Regions from separate parts of the Mus musculus genome. Here region 1 is linked to region 2. A link is a contact called in public Hi-C data. All regions are on one chromosome and are shown on one strand. Each heading gives the region's core, a stretch centred on a gene start, on an enhancer-like site or on the middle of the called end of the contact. The rest is flanking DNA. Distances are from core to core; before and after follow the strand shown. Region 1 overlaps Gsap (gamma-secretase activating protein). Region 2 overlaps Gm42222 (a long non-coding RNA gene).

Region 1 (5,109 bases), core at 2,610-5,109, 67 kb before region 2:
AACTCTTATAAGAACAACATTTAATTGGAGCTGGCTTACAGGTTCAGAGGTTCAGTGCGTTATCATCAAGGTGGAAGGATGGCAACATCTAGGCAGGCATGGCACAGGCAGAGCTGAGAGGTCTACATCTTCATCTGAAGTCAGCCAGTGGAAGACTGACTTCCAGGCAGCTAGGATGAGGGCCATAAGCCCACACCCACAGTGACACACCAACTCCAACAAGGCCATACCTCCTAATAGTGCCACTCCCTGGGCCAAGCATATACAAACCATCACACCAGGATTCAATCACCATAGTTAATGATGGGCTCAAAATGTTTAATCCCTCTGCCTGTACCTGAGGAATGCTGGGGTTAAAGGGGTTTTGTTTAATTTGGGAGGATGTGTTTTGGTTCTGCCCTGGAATCTGGAGTGAGTCTCCTGCCTCAGCTTCTAGGGTGCTAGGCTACTCACCCAGTGTTGTGAGAATGGGGGGGGGGGGACTTTTTTTTTCTTTTTAACATTAGTGTCTTTAATTTTTTGTTTGGGTTTTTTTTTTTAATTTTAAGCAAAAAGTTTATTTAAGCGACAAGACACGACTTGAAGGGGAAACTATCTAGGATCATTTTATTCAAGAGTAATTTATCCCTTCTTAAATCAGATTGCCCTACATGTAACCGCTACGTACAAAAAAGTAATAAAATTGCCCTTGGTTTTACAGTGATAAATGAAAAGCATTAAAATTCTCCAATTGAACAAGGTATGCAAGGATTTTATGCTGTTGGGTTATGCTCTTTTGTTAAAGCAAACTAACTTACTGGAATCTAAGACAAGTGCTGAGTGAGCGTGCTTCTAATGGGGAAAGGTGGATATTTTCACAGAACCAGTCTGTCCCCCACAAACCACCTCCATCTGATGTCAACCAAAATCAGAACACCAGGCGTGTAGTTTACAAAAGAATAAAGAGAGAGAGAGAGATGCTTGTGTACATACTCCTGTTACTTTATGAACAATAAAGAAATGAGGGCAGGGGAATGAAAGAGAAGAGAAAACTATACTGTAGTAGTCAGGATGTGGCAGGACAAAATTGTGGCTTTCTAGTTGAGATTGTATTCTTGGTCTATAACAAGATTCTGGGGGCAAGTAGCAGGTTTTCAGTCTTCTCAGAGGACACCCCTGTCTGCCGTGGGAACACACCGGTCGTCGTATCTTCATCCTCCATTTCTAACTGTGCAGGTGTGTCTGCTTCATTGACTGGATGTCTGCCTCATTGACAAACCCTGTCATTTACAATGGTTTTCATAGGTTTGCTACGTGCTGTCTGCCTCTTAATCAAACTGCACCACAAAAGCATCCTGCCCCACCACCTTCAAATGGCTATGATCGTTGTTCTCAGTCTTGTGTCCTTTCTGACTCCTTCCTTGAGCCGGAAGTCTCCTCAACTTCCTCTTCACAAAAGAGGCCCCAGGTCCACATGGAAGGAGCACACAGGCAGCACCAGGGGCGGCAGAAGAAGGAAGCATTGGAGGCTGTTTTTTCTCCTTTGTGGCAATTTCAAGCATCACGTTGCCCAGATCTCAATCTCTCAATCTGGTGGTTGTTGTTGTTGTTCATTAGAGACCTGTTGTGTACTCATTTCTATCAATGGCATAGTAATAAAATTATTGGTAGAAACTAAGAAAAGAAAGCCTTGAGGGATTTGGGGAGATGAGTCAGTGGGGAAAGTGCTTGATATGCAAGCATAAAGAACTGAGTTCAGATTCTCAGCATCACATAAAACAGGCAGGTATGGCAGTGTTTATGTGTAACTCCAGAGTGGAGACCAGCTGATTCATCTAACTCATGGGCCAGCCAGTGTGGCCAAATCCATGTGCTCTGGGTTCAGTGAGAGCTCCTGACTCACACAGAAGAAAACAGACCTACGGAGGAAGGCACCTGACGTTAAACCATCCTCCACATGAGTTCACACTCCACACTCGTGCAAAAATATTCTTACATGTACACACTCCTTCTGAACACACAAACCACTTGAAAAGGCAAGCAGCATTAAGCTATTATGTTGACTCACAAATATAAACTACAGAATGGAAAGTCAAATGTTTGATGAGTACCATGGTTTATGATGGGGGAAAAAAGAAGAGAAAGAAAGAAAGAAAGAAAGAAAGAAAGAAAGAAAGAAAGAAAGAAAAGCCAAGTGGCAGGACAGCACATCGATTCACAAAGCTGCCTTCCTGTTGACAGGACAAAAGCAATGATGAGTGATCTAGTTTCGTTCTGTTGCTATGACAAACACCATGACTAAATGTGGCTTAAGGGAGGAAAGGTGGCTGTTTGTTTGGCCTACACACCCAAGTCGCAGTCCATCCATGAGGGAAGTCAGGGCAGGAACTCAAGCAAGACCTTGAAACAGAAACCACTGACAAAGGCTGCTTGCTGACTTTTCAGAGGCTCATACTTAACTAGATTCTTGTATAGCCCAGAACCACATGCCTAGGGAATGGTGCCACCCATGGTGGGATGGGCATTCCTGCACTGATTAACAGTCAAAAGGATCCCCCCACAGACACATCCACAGCTCAATCTGATTTGGACAATCCCTTAACTGAGAATCTTTTCTCAGTTGACTCTAGACTATGTCACCCTGACAGTGAGGAACTGTGGGAATCTGCTTGGTACCTAAAACATGGCTCCAGAAATAAGAAAGGCATTTGGTGTTGAAGAGAGTCAAAAAGAAAAATAGAATAAAAATATTGTGAAAATTGAGAACAAGAAGGGAAAACAATTTTCCTACTAAAACTAAATTATTACACAGACATTCTAACTGCATGAAAAACCCACCATTTGTGGGAAGCCAGGGAAAACTATAGAAAGAAAAATAAGGAATCACCCTATATCTGGCTTTTACAGCATGAATCCAACTGTCTCCAACTATCATTTAAATTATTTTATTCTCAATAGTATGAACCATCTTCCTCCACTAATCTCCAGGCCAGGCATTTAAGCAGTACCACTACCATAAATGTGGGAGTCAACCACTACCAACAGGAATGTCTCTGAATAATAATAGGCATGTCCTTCCCAGTGGAGATCTTGAGATAAACCACAGTTCCTTGGAATACGTATTCATCTGTCCTAATGGCATGAAGACTCTGGGGAATCTTTATGACAGTGGGGTTCCAACACAAGTGGCTACCCCAGATGCTGCCCAAGAAAGATCTACTGTATCCGGTGTCAAATGCAGCCCTACAAAGAAGACACAGAATTGACCCTGGGGCCTTTTCCTATGGAAGATCATTTTCTAAACAAACATCAACTATACAATGACCAAGGAAAGAGGGTGCTGGTAAAAGCTGACTATACAGTATGTGGATCAGAGAATCTTTTACTTGAAGTATGTTATAGGTTGTCTCTTTTGCAATGGGGAAAGAAATCGCATTTTAAACAACAGAGTGTTAAACAACACTTTGCAGGAGACTACTTTTCTTTTTTTTTTTTTAGTAAAATGACTTATACGGTAACCATTTGTTGTCAGACAAAAGAAATCTTTCCAATGTATCTGTTCAAAGGACAAAACATCGTGACACATTCTATAGTCCTTTCTGGCTGTATCATCTCTTTTTTCAGGTAAATAGTGTTTTAAGACAGGGTTTCATGTAGTTTTATGTAGTCAAGGATGACTATCAACTCCTGACCCTCCTCTGTCTACCCCTTATGTTCTGGTTTAACAAGGGCTACACCACCAAGCCCAGTTGTACTTCTGAAACATTAACAGGAAAAAACCTTCCATGGGGCTTATTGGTGATTCCCAAGGGCACTCTCCAACCCCAGCCTCCTCTGGCCTGAGCTCTGACTCAGACTAAATCCCTACGTCACATCTCTGGATGTCTAATTCCCATCTCAAACTCATCATGTGTAAAACCAAATACTTTCTCTAACTCCTGTTAACACACACACTCACTCACACACACACACACTCATTCACACATAAACACTCACACATACCCTCACACATACTCACATACAAACACACAAATACTCTTACTCACACACATGCAAGCACACTCACACACAAACACATACACACGTGCAAGCACTCACACATATACTCACACGTAAACACACACTTACACACAAACACACACACACAGTACTCACACACACTCACATTCACATATTAAAAAACTCAGACACATACTCACACTAATACACAAAATCTCACATAGGCATACACACACTTATACAGAGGCTGAGTCACTTTTGACTTGTGCTTTTTCTCATATGCTTATCAAATCCAGAAGCTACTCCTGACAACTCTGTTTCCTAAGTGTGTCCAGATGCAACCTTAACTGTAGGATTCCCTTTCTGGCAAAATAAAGGCCGGGTCCTTGTGATGCTCTCTTGCTATGGAGATGATCGTCCTCTACCTCATCTTCCTCTTCCTCTGACTTCTAACTCCTCCTTCTCCAGCCCAACCCTCTGCCCCCATCACTCTTTAACACAGTGAATCTACAGAGGCTAGCCCAGGCTGGGAGCTCTTGAGCTGGCAGTTGCTATCAGAAATGTGACCTCCCTTTCCCTCTTTCAGGTTAAAATCATGCCCCGGCAGTGTTTCCATGACCCAAATACACTAATAGCACTCAATCCTTTTAAACAGATGTTGCTTCTAAAAAAACTCAAACTAAGGCCAGAAGTTAACAGGACAGGTCCACTCCAGCAGGGAGAAGTTTGCCTGAGGAAGTGGGGACAGGGCCAAAGGCCAGAAGCACACTAGACAGGGAATCAGCATATTAGTGGCCTCACGTGTGTGTGTGTGTGTGTGTGTGTGTGTGAGAGAGAGAGAGAGAGAGAGAGAGCATGTGAGTGTGTGAGCCCCATTGCCCCATTCCCTCAGAATCATCCCTTTTCAGACTGGAAGTGGAGAACAGTTTTCCTTCTGCTTCCTGATTCCCACTAACCGCGGTCTGCCTACTGAGCATGATTTCCATTTGTACTCCCAGGCTGTAATGCAGAAAACAGATTCTCCCAATGATCCTGAGCCAAAAGCAAGACATTGGTGGAGAAGCTGAGGAGGAACAGTCTGGAGTTATGCATTGTCATTACTTGGTGGTCGAGATAAACGGTGAGTTGGGA
Region 2 (4,725 bases), core at 479-2,978:
TGTTCGTGTGGGAGAATGCGCATGTATGTTCAAGTGTGCAGACTTATATGTGTGCCTGTCCACAGAGACCAGCAGTCAGTCTCAGGTGACATTCTTCAGAAGCCATTCTCACTGGTTTGAAGCAGAGTCTGTCACTGTGACCCAGGAGTTGCCAATTAGGCAAAAGAGACAACAGGCAGCTCCAGGGAGCCTCCCCTTCCCTTCTCCCCAGGGCTGGAATTATAAGCACTCTACAGCAAGAATGGCTTATGACATTGGTTCTAGGGATCAGATTCCTGTCTCCACCACTTTACCAATTAAGCTACCTCCCAGCCCCTAAAATTGTATTTTTAAATCTTTAAAGAATTTCAAAATTTAAAAGAAAAAATATCTATCATTTTTCACCACACACACACATACACATACCACTTAAATGTTCAATGTTAATAACTCAGGGAAACAGAATGCCCATATATATTGCTGTGTATAAAAACAAAATTGGGATTGCCTTTCTAGAAGGTAGTTAAATTTCCCTTTGACCAAATGTACTGGCCGATTTTGTGTGTGGACTTGACACAGGCTGGAGTTATCACAGAGAAAGGAGCTTCAGTTGAGGAAATGCCTCCATGAGATCCAGCTGTGGAGCATTTTCTCAATTAGTGATTAAGCGGGGAGGGCCCCTTGTGGGTGGGACCATCTCTGGGCTGGTAGTCTTGGTTCTATAAGAGAGCGGGCTGAGCAAGCCAGAGGAAGCAAGCCAGTAAAGAACATCCCTCCAGGGCCTCTGCATCAGCTCCTGCTTCCTGACCTGCTTGAGTTCCAGTCCTGACTTCCTTTGATGATCAACAGCAATGTAGAAGGTGTAAGCTGAATAAACCCTTTCCTACCCAACTGCTTCTTGGTCATGATGTTTGCACAGGAATAGAAACCCTGACTAAGACACCAAACATCCCACCCACTTTTGGGCCTTCAGTGTAAGGAAGTAAGTCATGGATGTTAGGACTCAGTATAAAAGGGAACAGATAAGAATGAAGCATCATGACACATGGGTGAGACTGGCATGATGAAGCCATGACTTCATATGCTAGCCTAAAACTTAAAATGTTTATGCACTAGGATATCCTTAGTGTTTAACAATAGGGAGTCGGTTGGGTAGACCATGAATCACCCTTTGAACACTATACAACTTACCTGAATATTTAACAACACAGAAATGCTCATTAAATTTTGTCACATGAAAAAAGAAGTTATAAAAGAATATGTAGACCAATCAACACTCCTAAGAATGAGGCCAGAGTGGAGGGGTTTGAGCTTCAGAGGCACCACTGACAACTGTGTAGCCTTGGTTGGATAACCTAGTCTTCCCATAGCTCAGTTTGATCATCCATAAAATGGGGCTAATACCAGTCTCTGTTTCACAGGGTTGTTGTAAAAATGACAAGCTAAATCACAGACAGCATTCAGACAAGCACAAGCCACATGGAAAGGATTATTGTAAGAGCACACTATTGTTGACAGCTTAGTTTCTGTTGCCAATAAATTAAGTTGACTTTTAAGCTAATTCAAGAAGCAGAGGTGGGAAGGAGAATCATCCAGGCAAGAGTCACACCCTTGCATTCCACAGGGCTGCTCCCATGAAGTCACCAGCCCAGCTGCCAAAGGCTGACCCCGTGGCTCACACTGCGAAGTCCTTGGATGCAGGACATTGCATACTGCCTCAGAACAGCTGTCTTTCTCTCAACTGGAAACCGGATGCAGCTGCCATAGCTGCTGCCCAGGCCACAGTGGACTCTGCGTCATCCGTCATCCCTGCTGCTCTGAGTCAACAGCTCAGGAATCAAAGTCCAGAGAGGATGCATCTGCTCGGCTGTACCAAGTCCTTAGCCCCCCTCGTAGGAGCAGTCACGTAAAAACAGCATCACATAGTGAAAAAGGTACGGAAGTCCAGCAAACTCAGGGAGCAAGTCTGCAAACTGAACAACAATAACAAAAAAGATATAAAGAATCCCTTCATGGTTTAAAAATATAATCATAACTTGGACAGAGAAAGAAAACCAAAAGGCTATATATGCATCACAATGTTAATAATCAATCTGAGTTAATCATGACGACTGATTTGACTTTTTATTTTTTATTATTATTGTATATGTGTGCACATGTATGTATGATGTGTGTTTGTGAGTGTAGGCTCACCTATACTACAGCAGGTCTGGGAACTGAACCCATGTTCTTGGGAATGTTTACCCACTGACCCATATTTTAAATTCTTTTTGTGACTAGTTGAATTTTCTATGACCTAGAAAAGGTCTTTTCTTTAAAAATAAATAAATAAATAAATAAATAAATAAATAAACCTGGACAATGTCAGGTCTGTATTCTGAAACAGAATTGACTCTTTAGCGGTGAAACAGAAGACTAGACTCAGATGAGCACTGCTAGCCCAGAACAGGCCCAGTGGACCAGCACCACCAGCTGATTCACAGTGTGCTAAAATACGGGATCTCAGAGGAAAAAAGGAAGGTGACTTCTCTAGGAGACTAAGAAACAGACTTGACAGTGTGAAGACGCATTATGTAACATTTCATGACTATAAGCCTTGAAATGCTTCCAGACTTAGAAGAAGGCAAGATCATTAGCAGAAATAGATAGCTGGAACAGGATCCAGTTTTAAGGGGGAAAAAAGATAAATCTGGCTTTAAGCAATGAGGTTTAAGATCTTGAAAGGTGGCTCAGCCCAGAAAAACAAAACTTAGACCAACAATAAATGTCAATGCTGGACTTGTAAGTTGGAGAGAAATCCAAGGCCACGAAATAATGGGAGCCATAAAAGTAGACGAGATTGTGCACAGACGAAGATGAGCCAAGACAGGAAACCGAAGCAGGATGCCCCGTCGTAACACCTGTGTGGAGACTGGGGAGGAAGAGAAGCCAGAGACTCGGCAGAGCAAACGCTTGAGGAAAGAGAAAAAAAGGATATTCGTTTTACATTAAAACAACAGTCCTCATCAGCAGACAATTCAAAAGTTTCCGAATTTTTCCTGTAATGTTTTGATGAACAATTTGCTGTTTGTGAAGAGTTGCAAATGCACAAGGGCCACAGCTTATCTATGTTTTATTCATTCATTCATTCATTCATTCATTCAACAAACATTGCCTTAGCACTTACTTTGAGACAAGTACTCTCTTGTGTGTTGAGGGTGGAACAGTCAAAAGCTCTTGCCCTCCTGGGAACTACATTCCATATTCTAGAGGGGAGGCGTATGGTAGGTAAGTATGTTAGATGGTGGCGAATATCGGAGCCCAGGTAAGGATGGGTGAGCGCTAAAGGTCGCAGCAGGAAGGCTCACCGAGATGATCAGATCCAAAAAAGAGAGGAAGCCACTCTTGCAGAGAGATTAGGAAAGAACACCCCACGACAAGACCCTGAGATGGTGGGGGTCCTGCCATGCTTAGGAAGGCTGGGGTGGCTCCCCAGGGGAGGAGGGGACGCAGCTGAGAAGGAAAGGTCCTCAGAGGATTTTGAGTAAGTGATGTTTTCTAACTTGAACTCTAATGCCATGAGTGCTACTGTTCAGAACGTTCTAAGGTGCAGCATAACGACATAAGCCTTTACATCTAAGCACACAGGAGGCAGAGGGAGGCCGGCTGGTTCTGGTTTCTGCTAGTTTGAGGCCAACCTGGTCTACATAGTCAGGCCTACATTGTGAGACCCTGTTTCAAAAAAAAAAAAAAAAAAAGGAAAAGAAAAAGGAATATCCTAAGAAGAACAGGACAGGAGGCTATTGCCACTACCTGGTAAAAAGTAAGAATGACTTGGAGCAAGCACCTGTGTTTGCTATGTTTCATATGTTTTCATGTTTGTTATTCTTCTAGTATAACCCAGTGTAGTGGGGAGTAAGAGATGGATGAAAGATTGTGTGTGAGGGAGAAAAAGAAGTACAGGCCTTGCGTCTCTCACTATATCGTTCTGTGTTTCACATGTATCCCCAGACACACAGAATTAAAGGGAAAAGCAACTTGAACATTTAATATGTTTGCTCACTTAAATCTTCCAAATTATTACAGCTTCGTGAAAACGTTTAAAAATAGGACTCCAAAAGCCAGTTATCACCACTTTGACAATAAATTTATATTTAGGCCAAGGCAATAATAATAGAACATGGTAATTTTTTTAAAAGGCATGAGCAATATCTTTGAAATGCAGAGTCACTAAATAATGACTGGTTCTGAAAGGTGTAATTTTAAACCTTCCCCTCTGCTGGTGCTATAATTAAAAATAAAAGTGAATCTAGATAGTTGCACACAGGTCTGAGTCACATTGGGACATATAATTTGCTTTTCTTACGAATCTGAGACCAAAGCCTCCCATTATTTGCTAAAGATTAGAAGGATATACTGATTATTTCTCTTGTTAAGACACACAACTTAGTGGAGTTAAATGTTGATTCGGGGGCGGGGGGGGGGGGGTTGTCTGTCAGCACCACCCGGTTGGCACCCTGGTGCACTTCACTGTTTACAGAGCACTCTGGCTGGCTCTGCTATCTCACTGAGCATTCACTCCAGACCTATTCAGGTCTTGACTCTGCTGTGCAGAAATGCAAGCTAGTGTGGAGCTGAGGGGCTTACACGGATGTCCTGTTGGGGCATCCTCCCTCTCCCAGAGCTGGAGACCAGTCAGCCACTTCTCATACCCTTGCAACCTGAATTCTGTTCCACAGCTGGATCTCAGGGGAAAGTTCCCAGGTC

The links. A called contact is a pair of places that touch in the nucleus more often than the background predicts.
Region 1: a contact with region 2 is called in a Hi-C map of muscle stem cells, with 2.1 times the contacts expected there. The contact joins two enhancer-like sites. A contact is called at or near these places in 4 of 484 Hi-C or Micro-C datasets (Sertoli cells, liver, muscle stem cells and 1 more) and 2 of 115 datasets of contacts at active chromatin or transcription factors (embryonic stem cells and pancreatic cancer cells).

Annotation. Positions count from the first base shown.
Region 1 is chr5:21,210,306-21,215,414 of GRCm38.p6, reverse strand. The region is part of intron 5 of Gsap (gamma-secretase activating protein); the gene reads right to left. Among named protein-coding and RNA genes, the nearest start is that of Gsap, 27 kb to the right of the region's middle. Within about 2 kb of position 3,859, at least 8 of the 459 cell types and tissues checked have an H3K27ac peak or open chromatin away from gene starts, as enhancers often do. A contact at or near this core is called in muscle stem cells, where this site is marked.
Region 2 is chr5:21,141,689-21,146,413 of GRCm38.p6, reverse strand. Gm42222 (a long non-coding RNA gene) reads right to left here. Exons shown (of 3, transcript XR_880865.1): 3 at 1,453-1,952. Among named protein-coding and RNA genes, the nearest start is that of Gm42222, 6.0 kb to the right of the region's middle. Within about 2 kb of position 1,728, at least 113 of the 459 cell types and tissues checked have an H3K27ac peak or open chromatin away from gene starts, as enhancers often do. A contact at or near this core is called in muscle stem cells, where this site is marked.